2 separate regions of the Rattus norvegicus genome follow, and region 1 is linked to region 2. Evidence: chromatin contacts called from public Hi-C data. All regions are on one chromosome and are shown on one strand. Each heading gives the region's core, a stretch centred on a gene start, on an enhancer-like site or on the middle of the called end of the contact. The rest is flanking DNA. Distances are from core to core; before and after follow the strand shown. Region 1 overlaps Dlc1 (DLC1 Rho GTPase activating protein). Region 2 overlaps Dlc1 (DLC1 Rho GTPase activating protein).

The links. A called contact is a pair of places that touch in the nucleus more often than the background predicts.
Region 1: a contact with region 2 is called in a Hi-C map of the A7r5 cell line, with 1.6 times the contacts expected there. The contact joins two enhancer-like sites. A contact is called at or near these places in 3 of 12 Hi-C or Micro-C datasets (the A7r5 cell line, the Rat2 cell line and liver).

What each region holds. Positions count from the first base shown.
Region 1 is chr16:62,119,991-62,126,836 of GRCr8, reverse strand. All of the region lies in intron 4 of Dlc1 (DLC1 Rho GTPase activating protein), which reads right to left. Among named protein-coding and RNA genes, the nearest start is that of Dlc1, 130 kb to the right of the region's middle. Within about 2 kb of position 5,411, at least 12 of the 93 cell types and tissues checked have an H3K27ac peak or open chromatin away from gene starts, as enhancers often do. A contact at or near this core is called in the A7r5 cell line, where this site is marked.
Region 2 is chr16:62,050,747-62,057,492 of GRCr8, reverse strand. All of the region lies in intron 2 of Dlc1 (DLC1 Rho GTPase activating protein), which reads right to left. Among named protein-coding and RNA genes, the nearest start is that of Dlc1, 59 kb to the right of the region's middle. Within about 2 kb of position 2,727, at least 9 of the 93 cell types and tissues checked have an H3K27ac peak or open chromatin away from gene starts, as enhancers often do. A contact at or near this core is called in the A7r5 cell line, where this site is marked.

The sequences.
Region 1 (6,846 bases), core at 4,162-6,661, 67 kb before region 2:
AATGTTCATTTCATGCATTTTGTTACATAGTATGGTTTCTTTCCTTTTGTAAACATTGCAATCTGAGCACTAGACTCACTATTAGGTAGAAACTCATCAGATTGCCTTGTTTGTCTCATTTCTATACTAATAGCTTTATAAAGTTAAGTTCATGTAGCACCATTTTCAATGTAGTTTTCTATACATCCCAGACATCATTTTAAGGACATGGCAAATGGCTAAAATGTCCCCTTATATAGTATCATTTTATGTATCTTAAAGGCAGTTCCAGATAAGGTATCCAGGGACTTTGTGGGGTGGGCATTTTCTGTTGGAAAGCCAAATGTCCACTCTAGCACAGTCTCTGGTTCAAGTAGAACCAAGTTTTATGTTCAAGGCAAAGTAATGAGGCCAATAGGTCCTTTTGCCTCAGTTCCTTTTATCAGCTACATATATCAACCACTTCTTATATGCCAGTCTGGGGTTTGGGCTGGACAATTATGTAAATTCTAGACTAAACTAGACCTATGGAGTTCTGCTATAGTCAAGTCAGGGTAAAGGAAAGGAAGAAGGCATTTCCTGAAATCATCCCAGCAACCAACAAACCAACCAACCAACCAGCCAACCAACCAACCAACCAACCAACCAGCCAGCCAACCAACCAACCAACCAACCAACCAACCAACCAACCAACCAACCAACAAGCCAACAAACCAACCAACCAGCCAACCAGCCAACCAGCCAAAACCCAGAGATAAAGAGGAGCTGAATTCAATGGATGTCAACCAGTACACAGTTTAGAGAATAGCAGCACTTTGCAGCTTCATGGCCTGAAGGAGGAAAATGAGTCAATTTGTATCAGCTGACAAGGCAGAGTTTCAGTGACAGTATGTAGCTTAAGTGGACCTAGGAAGTTGAGACAAAAATTGCAGACAATGACAGCAGCTTGACATTTTCCAGGCTGTGGAGCGGGGGTTCTCAACCTTCCCAATGCTGTGACCCTTTTACACAGTTACTCATGATATGGTGACCCCCAACCATAAAATTCTTCGTAACTGTAATTTTGCTACTGTTATGAATTATATTTTTGGGGATAAATGTTTGCCAAAGGGCAATCTGAAGGTTGAGAATCACTGCTATAGAGGCTGAACAGTAGAACTTCTGGGCTTTCTGGGTGTTTTCTAATCAAACTGGAGACTTACAATATCACAAAGTCTAGTTTAGGAAAACTTTCTTAGTGGGGAACAAGAGCATGAAATTAGCACACTTGATATGAACAGTTAACCTCTGGACAGACTACAACATCTGGTGTCAGATTTAGCCATTTGATAATATCAGAGATGAGCCAGGAATTCAAGGTGAACTTTGATCTTGCTAAACCTTGATTATTAAATTATATCCTTTCCATCTCAGAGCATGGACATGAATTGTTCATGATACAAGATTACATTACCTGTTCCCCAGTACTGCTGCCTAGTTATCAAGTGGATGTAACAGTGTTGTGAGAACTAAGATATCACAGGAGGGATGTGGAAGAAGGAAAAGGCAATTGCTCAGTGCTGAGAAGAAAGCTCGCACTTACCCTAATTTCTGCCTCCACATCAGGATGATTTGACTGTTACTATGTGGACCACACAGAGCCCATTCTAATGCTAACACATTCTATGGTCTTTTCAGTCTTAAGGTCTTTGCCCTGCATAGTTCCTGTCTGAAATTCTCTTCTCTTGGCTCTTTTTATCCGTGAAGTTGGCGTCTCATCAGATTCCATGGTCCCAGAGAGGCCTTTGTAGATTGTCCTATCATAGGCTTAACTAGCTCATGTCTACTTTCTCTGATAGAGACTTTTGGTTTTCCCTTTTCAGGAGGCCTTGTGTCCTTTATTCAGCACTATGTGAACCAGTCCCACACTGTAGAAGGCATGGGGTCAGTGTTGGTCTCAGCCATCACTGGGAGTCTGTACTTTTACATAGGACCAAAACATCAACCAGACCATCTTTTTTTTTTTTTTCAGAGCTGGGGACTGAACCCAGGGCCTTGTGCTTGCTAGGCAAGCGCTCTACTGCTGAGCTAAATCCCCAACCCCTAACTAGACCATCTTATAGACAATTCTAAGTCCTAGTTTTGTTAAAATCTGCCATGATAACCCACACAGCTAATCTGCAACTTGATGTTTCACTTTGAGTTTCTTTGTAGTTGGGGATTTGCTCCTTGGGATACTTGTCCCCTGGGGGTGGTGCCCTTGTTTCTGGACTTCTACTGCAGTGTGTTCTGTAAGCAAGTGCTGTAAGAACTCAGCCTGCGTCATCCACAAAAGGAATGCTAAGCATTTACTTTTACTCTTTGGACTTCTTGCGGACCTTGAAGCTACCTGGTATACTATTACTCCTACTTGACGGATTAATGCGCTGACACTCAAGTAATTAATTCGCCCCACATCATAAAACTGAAGTGTAAATTGACCCCTGCCTCTTCTTCTAAAAAACATCCCTCTCCCTATTATACTAAAAGCCTGGGAGAGGTGAAAAGTAAATTAATGTGAATTCTTTTGCTATGATACCGAATCTAAGGTCATTGGTTAAAGTATTTTCACATGCTCTCCCCACGAAACAAAAATAAAATAGCAAACCAAACTAACACCAGTGACTGCTAAAACACCATGCAAAAGGCTCTTAGAATTTTGTTGTCCAACAGCCTCGGAGAACCATCTCATGTAGCCTGCCAGGCGAACTCAACCATTTCTCAATATTGGGCGATTGCAACATGGATTTTGCTTGGAACTGTTCACATTTGGCAGCAAAGCTACAATTCAAACAGTCAAGAACCAAGCTGCATGCTTTTGTGTCTTTGCTTTACTTGGCTAAAGACAATCAGGTACAAAGGTGGATCCTCCCTTAACCCTTTCCGGGCATCAAGAAGCTCTTTAAAAATGGAAAGGAATTCCTATAGTAGTGAATTTGTTTCTTAGGATGTGAGAGTTATAGGGCAGTGTGCCCGCGTGCATGTATACTCATGTTTGTATGATTGTATGTATTTTGACCACATCTGTGCTCCCGTTCTAGTCCTTTTCTGTAGTGGCTCTCCATCAGGATCTTGGGCAGTTTACTATTGGACTTTAGCTTCAGAGGAAAGAGACAAAAGCAGGAGGAGGAGAAAGAAGTAAAGCTTTTGGAAGAGCAAGCGGTGCTCTCAACCCTCCAGACTTCTCTCTAGCCCCTATGGTGAAGAGAGGGAACAGACAATAAAGTCAAGGTTTCTGCCCTGGCTTCCTGGATGTCATGCCAACCTCTGCTGGAAGTCAGTGTGCTGATCTCCTCTTTGAATGGATTTCCCTACTCTGTTCTTCTTAGTCAAACGTTGCTCCCAGTTTCCACTTGTACACTGCTACTTCGAACCTCTTTGTTTTGTAGCCCCAAGGACTGGCACAGAAATCTCTGAGCTTCTGCAGATTCTTCTTTGGATTAAGGGCAGGTGATTTTTTTTTAAATTGTCATACCCTATTAGGCTTCTTGGAAAACTTTTCAAGTATTAACCAAAATCTGTGATTTCCCCACCCTAATTTTTTGTGGACAACTCGCATAATAAGGAAAAAAATCCCACATATTTCTAATTCATTTACTTTTCTCTAATTCTCATTCACTTACATTTTATCCCACCAAAACACTAATTATTATCTGAGACGCTTTTCAGTTCCCTGAATAAGCATTGCCAAATTCCCCATGTTTAAGATGTACCTCATATTTTCTCTAGGCTTAAACTCTTGCCACATTTGGATGCACATAGTAAATCTGTGTCCAGACACTTTCAACATCTTCTTCAACTGGGACAAATGTCTTCCTCTTCTGATAATTAGCTTATATTGATTCAATCTGCATTCCATTTCGTATAATTCTTAGCAAACTAATTCTCATTTCAATTTCCATTTCACAACTCCAGTCCTCTTACTTGTGTGAAGCCTCACAGAGGTCCAGAAAGTACCCTGTAGGAACCATTCTGTTGACAAATCTGAGAGGAAATACTTTGAGTCAGATTGATATTTTCCCTTTGGGAGGGAAGTATACTAGACTATAGGATGTGGAGAGCCAGGGTTAGCCTACTTGGTTTGGCCCACTGATATCTAGGGCTCTGTGTGAAAAGCTGATCCATCTCTTCAGTGCCTTTGACTCCCAGAGAGCTCTCCACAGGAGGAATTACTGGCCACAGCGTATCTCAATATGCCCTATTTCCAAAATGCTCTTGAAAGTGGGATGGTTCTCCGATGGGTGTGATCAGAGTGCACAGAACAAGACACTTTGATTTTTTACAAGGACTCATGCCAGAGGCTTCAGGTGTCACAGATCTCATTTTATTTCAGATCTGGGAGTCTGCCTTCCTCAATTAGCACCACACAACACCTTCATTGTGTACTCCCTGATCAGCAGCCTCTCCTTCTAGGCTTCCAGACGTGTGTCATTTCCACCGAATATTTAGTAGCACACAACCGCCTGAAGTGGGAAGACCGGAATGTAAGGCATGTCTGACCGAGGAGTAGGATTCTTATTTTGTAAGGAATGACTCAACTGTTCATGGAAACATCTACGTCCCAGTCCTATTCTTAAAAATAAATAAATATCAGGAGTTCCCCGTGAGAGAGGCACACAAGGACTCAGGTTATTCATTTCCATGAAGTCACTCACAGCAGGCCTGTCTGGAAAACCACTTTCATCTCTTACAAAGAGAGTGGGTAGGGAGCAGACTATTGAGAAGCCTTAAAGACCAGGACTTTAAAATGCAAGGTGAATGGAGAAAAGCCACCTTTCAGTCAGGTGAATCTGGACCAAACCCAGATCAATTTCTATACTTCAGCTGAATGTGTTCTGTGTGGAAACCATAGAAGTACAGACTTGCAGGAGAGACATCTCTAGAGCCAGTCCAAAGAGCTGCTCAAAACCAAGTTTACCATAATCCCAGCGTTCTAACAGAGGGAGCTAGAATACTTGGACTCCACAATGCTCTGCCAAGAGAGAAGCTCTGATCTTATCTGCTTTGTGGAGTCGGTGTACTTTAACTTATTCAACACATGTATTAACCACCTACAGAAGCATGTTGATCCAGTGCTCAAGTTCATCATGGTTCTTGAGGCCATAGGGTCAATGGATCTTTGGAGGCTGTCATGAATGGTGGTCCAATCTTTGAAGATTAATACTCTAAAACCCAGGAAGACAATATCTTTGGAGGAGACGAATAAAGAGGTATGGATAGAGAGCATCGTCTTCACTTAACTTCTGTGTTGTTCTGTCCATAGTCAGGCAAGAAAACAGAGAGCTCGTGTAGAGGGGATGCAAGTTGTAAGCCCTCAATTTTGCACTGGCAACATGCTGGCTCCAGAAGACTCAAAACGTTCAAGGCCATAGTGTCTGCTTCTTGACTGAGTCATAGGGTCCTTGGCTGGAGTTCATGTGAGGAATCTTTCCACTCTCATGTGGAAAGCCTCTTCTGCGGGCTCCTGTTGGTAATGGTGACTATGCTGTGAGATCACTTTATTCTTGATTCTCATTCACATATGCATTCTCAGCAATGCATAAGTACCTAGACACCTGAACCATGTGCTAAACTTCCAAGTCTCATTGTGCTGTGTGCATGGGGTAGACTTGTAGAGTTAATGAACTTCTAATAAGTTCATTGTATTTATTTAAGCTAACCATAAAGTTTGTCAAGGTGTTGAACAATCAACACTATTCTTTTGGGGGGGTGGAGCTTAGCAAATAATAAATAAATTAACTTAATTAAAATAAATAAATATTGAAATTGTTTTCATCAAAATCATCAAAGGGTGTTTTTTTTCCTATGGTTATTTGTTAAGCCGAATGGGCAATTTTTGGTCCTTGTCTTATTCATTTGGTTTTTCTCTAGCTTTTAAAAACACAAAGAATGCTTTCAAGCACCATGGTGTTTTAGTTCTCTGAAATAACACATTCCTTTATTTTGTGGCATTCAGATTCCATTTCCTTGGAGGGTTTTTTCTTTTCTTTCTTTTTTTTAGGAGCTCCAGAAAAAACCTGGAAGTCATCCAAATCCTTTTTTTTTTTATAGATCATAGTTGACCTTGTTCCTCGTCTCCCTCCTGTCCCCATTAAAAACCATACCTAGAATGTCAGCAACATTGGTCTAGCCTCTGTCTTTCTGTACTGCAACGTTTGTCTGCTACCTGGTCTCCTGCTCGTCATCACTGCTTATGCCTGTGGGTTGTCTTTACACGCTGTCCACTGGAGATGCAAGTAAGATCATGTGCTATTTCTATTGAGAACTCTCATCTGGCCTCTCATACAGAATTGAAGTCAATGCCCTTGACCTTTGAGGGTTGCAGGCAAAGAGGTAGGTGATGTACATTATTAAAATGCCATCATGAAACCTCTAAGTATACATGCTAACTAAAATAATTACAAAGCTGGGAATGAACGAACAGAAAGAACCTGTTGATGGCCTATGGGGCCTTGAATGGTTTGAATTCTTGATTCTTGCTCGATGACCTTCTTTTTCAGCATACTTGCCTTCTCCTTCTCAAGTAAACACATAGATTTAATCTCCCACTTCTTTTAATCTCTACTCAAAATACTGATGTCTGCTTCTCAGTGAAGCTCATTTTGCTTATTCTTTCTAAAACTTTGCACATCATCCATTCTTCTGAGGGCATCCAATTTTTTTTTCTTTTCTTTTTTTCGGAGCTGGGGACCGAACCCAGGGCGCTCTACCACTGAGCTAAACCCCCAACCCCAAGGGCATCCAATTATTAAGGATACTGAATTCCATTCTAATCTGGATAGTTTTGTATCTTCTAATATACTATGGGCTCTTAAATACCTGGAATTTATGGTCTCATTTATTGTTGTT
Region 2 (6,746 bases), core at 1,478-3,977:
TTGGATTATTTTCTAAAATTAAAAAAAAAAAGGAAAGATCGGTATTGGCAAGTCAGGTTTCACAACGTTAGGTGGAATGACTGTAATATGCCTTCTGAGTCACTATTAAGGTAATATGGGCAAATCTCATAATTTATTCCACAGAAGGATAAAAAGAAAATTCATTGCTCGCCCTTTGTACCGATAACATGTCTTCTCCTCTCATCCGGTGGTGATACCACTCCCTTAGGAATGTAAGATGTACAGGGTAACATATCTTAGCGACACTGTCAAGATCTGACGAACCGTGTACTCCTGAGTCACTTAATGAATCTGTTCTTTTATTCACTTGTTTCTGAATGTGTGTGTGGGTGTGGTTGCCATGACATGTGCAGAGGCCGGAGGACATCTTGTGGGAGTTGGTTTTCCCCTTCCACTGTGTGGGTTCTGGTAATTAAACTCTGGTCACCAGGCTTGGTGGTGAATGACTTTATCCTCTGAACTATCTCAGTTGTTCCCTTTCCCCCTTTATAAGAACGCTCACTTCTCTTTCTTTCTTTCTTTCTTTCTTTCTTTCTTCCTTTCTTTCTTTCTTTCTTTCTTTCTTTCCTTCTTTCTTCTTCCTTCCTTCCTTTCTTTCTTCCTTCCTTCCTTTCTTTCTTTCTTTCTTTCTTTCCTTCCTTCTTCTTCCTTCCTTCCTTTCTTTCTTTCTTTCTTTCTTTCTTTCTTTCTTTCTTTCTTTCTTTCTTCCTTTCTTCCTTCCTTCCTTCCTTCCTTCCTTTCTTTCTCTCTTGTTCATTTTTCTAAATATTCATTTTTGATCATTGTCTTCTGATTTCCACAAAACCTCAATGGGGAAAAGGTATCATCAGAGAGACGGTAGCCTGGGCATGTTATTTAGTTAGGATGATATTTTTAAATTCCCGCACTTTGGAGTCACAAGCATTTGGCATGGTGTATATTTTTAAAAAGAAATAAGAAATTCTCCCCACCCCAAACCTATGTAAAGTCATGTATGTTATGACTTTTAAAATCTTTCTCTAAACTTGTACTGTGTCTAAGGTTGTATAGACTTCATTTCAATAATTAACAAGGGAGCTGTGAGTTTCTATTTTAAAAAAAAATTTATTTGTGTGTGTGTGTGTGTGTGTGTGTGTGTGTGTGTGTGTGTGTGTGTGCGCGCGCGCGCGCGCGCATGCAAATACACACATTTGCAGAGGCTGGAATAGGGCAATGTATCCCTGAAGTTGGAGTTGTAAACTTCTGGATGTAGCTACTGGGAGGCAACTGTGGTTCCTAAGGAGGAGTCTGGAAGAGCACCAAATTTCCTTAACTACCAAGCCCATGTTTATTAATAACTTGTTTTTAAATTTTTCTTTTAGGCAGAACATACTTAGCTTTCTATAGCTTTAAAATGGTCAGCCTCAAACTATGTGATTCTCTATATCACTAATATTAAAATATATATTTTTACTGTGACTTTTATGAATTCTTTGCTAATATTATGGAATTCCTTTCTCTTATTATGTGACCCTGAGTGAGAGACCTCTTTGCCGTGATCGAGAATTGGCTAAGGTGGATGCAGGTTTGTGGAGAATCAGTTTTCCGTACATTGTATTTTAGCTAACTTTTGAGTCTCTTCTCTTTACTACACTTTCATAGTAGTTTAGAACAGAAAAGAAAAAGGGCTTTCACTAGGCAGAAAATCTTTGATTCTCCCAGGAAATGAACGCTACAACAAAACATTACAAGAAACTTCCTGACGTTTTTGTCTCTTAGTTTGTGCAGAGGATAGGTCAAGATTAATAACACAACATGATATGAAAAAACACTTTCAGTATTTGTTTTTGTTCCCATGTAGATGTTCCTAATGCTTGGTGTTTCCCTTTACCTTTACTTTAACTTTAGACCGATGACATCACTTTTCTTGGCTGTTTGAGATTACTTTGGAAACTAATTTTAAACAAGAAATGGTTTAGCACATGGGTTGAGTTGACTAATTTTCTAACTGTGATAAAATAGCATTATCAAGTTGACCTATAGAAAAAAGAGTTTATCTAAAACTTACACTTTCAGAGGACTGAGTCCATGACTATCGTGGTGGGTGGGGGAGGGGCATGGCAGCTGGCAGGCAGGCATGGAGCTGGAGCAATAGCTGAGAGCTTACATCTTGATCTGCAAACATTAGGCAGAGAGGCGGAGGAGGAGGGGGAGAGGGAGAGGGGGAGGGGGAGGAGAGAGGGAGTGGGAGGGGGACAGGGAGAGGGAGAGCGAGAGGGAGAGGGAGAGGGAGAGGGAGAAACAGAGAACCCTAACTGGGAATACCATGGGCCAGCTCCCAGTGACATTTCTTCTTACACAGGCCACACCTCCCAGTCTTTCCCACATCCTTCCACCAACTGGGAACCAAGTATTCAAAGATGTCAAATATCAAATATTTTATATAACACCACGTAGGTTTAACATCCTAAAGATGTCATACACATTTTAATCTGATTTTGCAATGCTTTGAATTTCTACGTGCCACATGAATCCTTGATATATTTGGAAGACTCAAGGATTCAGACACAGTATGGCAACATGGATTATTGAATTTTAATAAATAGATAGAATATGCATAAAAATATAATTTTGAAAGAAATCTCATCCTGCTGAGTGCATTTAGTAGACTTGGTAAGCATGATTCATGTCCCCTGGCAGTTGCTTGGCCATGTTGCGTCACTGTGGGTCTCCACTTCCACTCAACAAGGAGTAAAGGCCATTTATGAATCATAGAGCCCTGCAGTGCAATTGTATTTCAGAGTTGTGCTCATGGACGTTCTTAGGGCGAGAAGAAGGACTTCTGCCCTGCTCTCCTGAGAGTTCTCATAGCCAGTGTCCATATCATCCGTATAAAACCAGACTCATCAACTTCTCCATCCAGCATTCTCCTAGTCCCTCTGGATTTTAGAAATGACTTATCTTTGTTTGGAACATTTCCATTAAGGTGATGTAATTTAAATACACTCCATAGTAGTATAAGGGCAGACTTGGAAAAGAGGAAATGTTCCTGTTTTCTTGGAGCTACAGGAGTTTTGAGGCAAATGTTTTCCTACTCCGAGCCAATTTGGCCATTTTATTTGGAGACCTCAGTGAACTTCGTCCACTGATGCCAGTTTGCAGGCATTTCGTGAATTACTGACGAAGCCAATTTAATGAACACATTGTACCTTGCAAGCCGCAACCATTCTCGAGGTTAACCTTATGAAGCAATTAAGAAAAATAATCCCAGTATTGTGAAATGACCCAGATTCAGAGGTTGCTGGACTTGACAAAGACTCTTTTTTATGCAGAAAGTTAAGTATACCTTTGGGCTGGAGTAAATCACAGTCTTTGGAGATGTGGAGGCCGGCACATGGCTTGACTCCAGTGAAGTCACTGTAATAGGGAAATGGGGAGACCTCTGTCTTGTATAACAGGAAGGGAAAGAAAAAGTCATCGCACAATTATGGAGCAAAATACTCAGTGTCAACTGAGTAGTAATTGCCTTGTTCAAATAACACATGGTGGTCATACCTACTTTAGTCATGCGAAGAAGTGGGCTTTTTGCCCTTTGATTTGTTAGGCACACTAATGTACTTTCTGCACTGCTATGTATTACAAACTAGATGTTGTATGCACTACCATCAATCACGGAGGAGCATTTAGGAATGTGTCACGGGACTTCAATCCTATGTCACCTTTTCAGAAACCAGTAGTGACAGGTGGTGATGTGATACGAAAAAGAACAACAACAAAACAAAAATGAAAATGTGGATCAAGAAGACCAGAGTGTTATTATCTATCCAAGAAAAATGTTTTGGTTCAGTGACAGCTACAGCTCCACATTCATAATCACACTGTTATTATTGTATAGTTGATGATCACACTGTTATTATTGTATAGTTGATGATCGCACTGTTATTATTGTATAGTTCATGATCACACTGTTATTATTGTATAGTTGATGATCACACTGTTATTATTATATAGTTGATGATCACACTGTTATTATTGTATAGTTCATGATCACACTGTTATTATTGTATAGTTCATGATCACACTGTTATTATTGTATAGTTCATAATCACACTGTTATTATTGTATAGTTCATAATCACACTGTTATTATTGTATAGTTCATAATCACACTGTTATTATTGTATAGTTCATAATCACACTGTTATTATTGTATAGTTCATAATCACACTGTCATTATTGTATAGTTGACCAAAGATGTTATTATGACTGTTGAAGTTTGTCCTTGAGCTTTAGAATAACTTATAACTCCTTTCATGCCATTTTTATATAAACTGCTTTTAAGGGTGGAAAGAGCACATTTATACTGAAGTGTTGGGATGAAGTAGAAGGCTTATTCTGAAAGGAAAGCAAACTTTGAATGGTAAGTAAACTTTGCCCTGAAATTATCTGTTTTGTTTTTAATGACTTTTACCTTAAAACTGAAAAAGTCTTATGCAAGTTTTTCTTACAACATTACTGGCCATGAACAAATTTTCCCAATGAAATTATTATCTTGGGGATAAAGAATAAATCTTAACCAAACTTTCTTAACATAGCAATAAGACAAAGGCAGATTGGGAATAAATACATTTGTAAGAAAGATGCATAATTACTTTTGATTTTGCCTAAATGTGATTTTTTAAAATGAGTTCATTGAGAATTTATTAATTTTGAAAATTAATTTATATTGATTATTCATATTAATGGATTTTATTGATATTTTCAAATATGCAAGTATGATCTTTCCTGTTTGGTTTTCTTTTCGGTCAGCTTGACACAAGCTATAGTCATTTTAGAAGACAGACTATTGATTATGAGAACATCGCCGACACCTTGACCTACGGGCATGCCTGTAAGGTAGTTTCATGACTAATGATTGATGTGGGAGGGCCCATGCCATTGTGGGTGGTGCCAGCCTTTGCGGATGGTCCAATTGTATAAGAAACCATGCTGAGCAAGCCATGAGTAGCAAGCCAGTAAGCAGCACCCCTCCATGGCTTTGCATAAATTCCTGCCTCCGGGTTCCTGACTTGAGTTCCTGTCATTGAGTTCCCTCAGTGATGGAAGTGGAAGATGAAATAAACACTTTCATCACCGTAGTTGCTTCTGGTCAAGGTATTTTATCACAGTGACAGAAACCCTGTAACTAAGACAACCCTGACCCTGACCTTCCCCTGAATCTAGAATTCAGTTTTGAGATGGCTTCAAAATATTTTATATGAAAAATGCAGTAACCCATAAGAGTTGTCTAATTAAAAACGTTTAGCAAATTTTATTTAAAGTAAATATTTTTATTATTTGCCCATGACTTGCTTGATCCAAGTAAGTTAACTTCAAAAACAATAAAACAATAGGAACTCAGAGTTTTGTTCTCTCACATGTAGCTAGCAACAAGGTTGAAATACTTCACGCTTGCTAGCCAAATGTCCTCATGCCCAAATTAATTATGTAATTGCCATAACTCAGAGTTTGTATTTTTCACTTCTTTCCTGATACACACTCAACAATACAGTAACTAGGAGGCGGTCAATGGCCTGTTAAGTTTGTTGCTTTTTTCTCCAGCAATCTCTCTTCAAATCGTCATAATGCTTTCAGAAGGAAAGTGTCCTTCGACTGGTAACCCCACATATGGCAGAAAAGACAACCATGACCAAGGAACACTCACTGCCATGCATATCTGACCAACCCATAGTATTATGGGTAAGTCTAACACGTTTAGTTGTTGATTAAACTACACAACTTCTACCCTTGGAGCCTGGTGGTTCCGGTGCTGGGGAGATTCTATGTGCTTCCATGGTCTGTGTTTACTCTATGTTACCTTCATAGCTATGCTGGTTGCAATTTCCAGATGACCATGGCCATGACTGCATGGTCACAGAAATACGATCAGCAGCTTACAGTTTCTTGTGCCTTGTGCCTCTCAGAAGGAATTCCCTGCCATTATCTTACAACATCCTCCCACTAACCTGGTCAGGCAATTGAATCCTTTATTCTGTAAAGGAAATAGCAGATAGCTAAGTGACTGTTCACACCACAGAGTTTGGTGAGAATTTTCACTAAGATGAGACATCGTTTAAAAACTATTCTATTGGCTTTCAAATAGTTTAGATACAAAATATTATAAATGAAATATTTTAAAAGAACAGTTAACAGAAATATTTTTAAAATTACGATTAAAATTGGAATTATTTATCGAAATTAAGAAAAAGATAATATGATTATATCCAAGCAATAAGGAAACTCAAGGTCCTGTGTGTGAGTGAAATGTGTGCAGGCCAAAGTATAGTTATACGCAAGTCAGTCCTTGCATTTGCTTTGTCTAAAGTCTGATTGCTGGCTGTGCTAGCTAGCCCTTTAACTTGTGGGGATTCACTCAGCTCTACTTCCCTTTATTGGATTATAGATATTTGTCTGCACCTGGCTTTTATGTGGGTTCTGGGGATCCAGACTCAGACCCTCAAATGTGTACATCAAACGCTTCACCCACTGAGTCACCCTCCTAGGCTCTGAAAAATTAACTGGTGAAAAAGTATTAGGAAAAGAACACATCCTTTCTAAGTATTTCGGTCTTTGTTCGAAAAGTAGACTAATTTCTCAGATGAAAATTAACAGGGGGGGATGGACCAGAATATTCTCTTCTATTATTTTTACATAGAAATGTTTACTGAGTCTGAACTGGACAACCAATTCATTTGTCTGGCTCAAGGAAGCAATCTGTCACAGGGCATC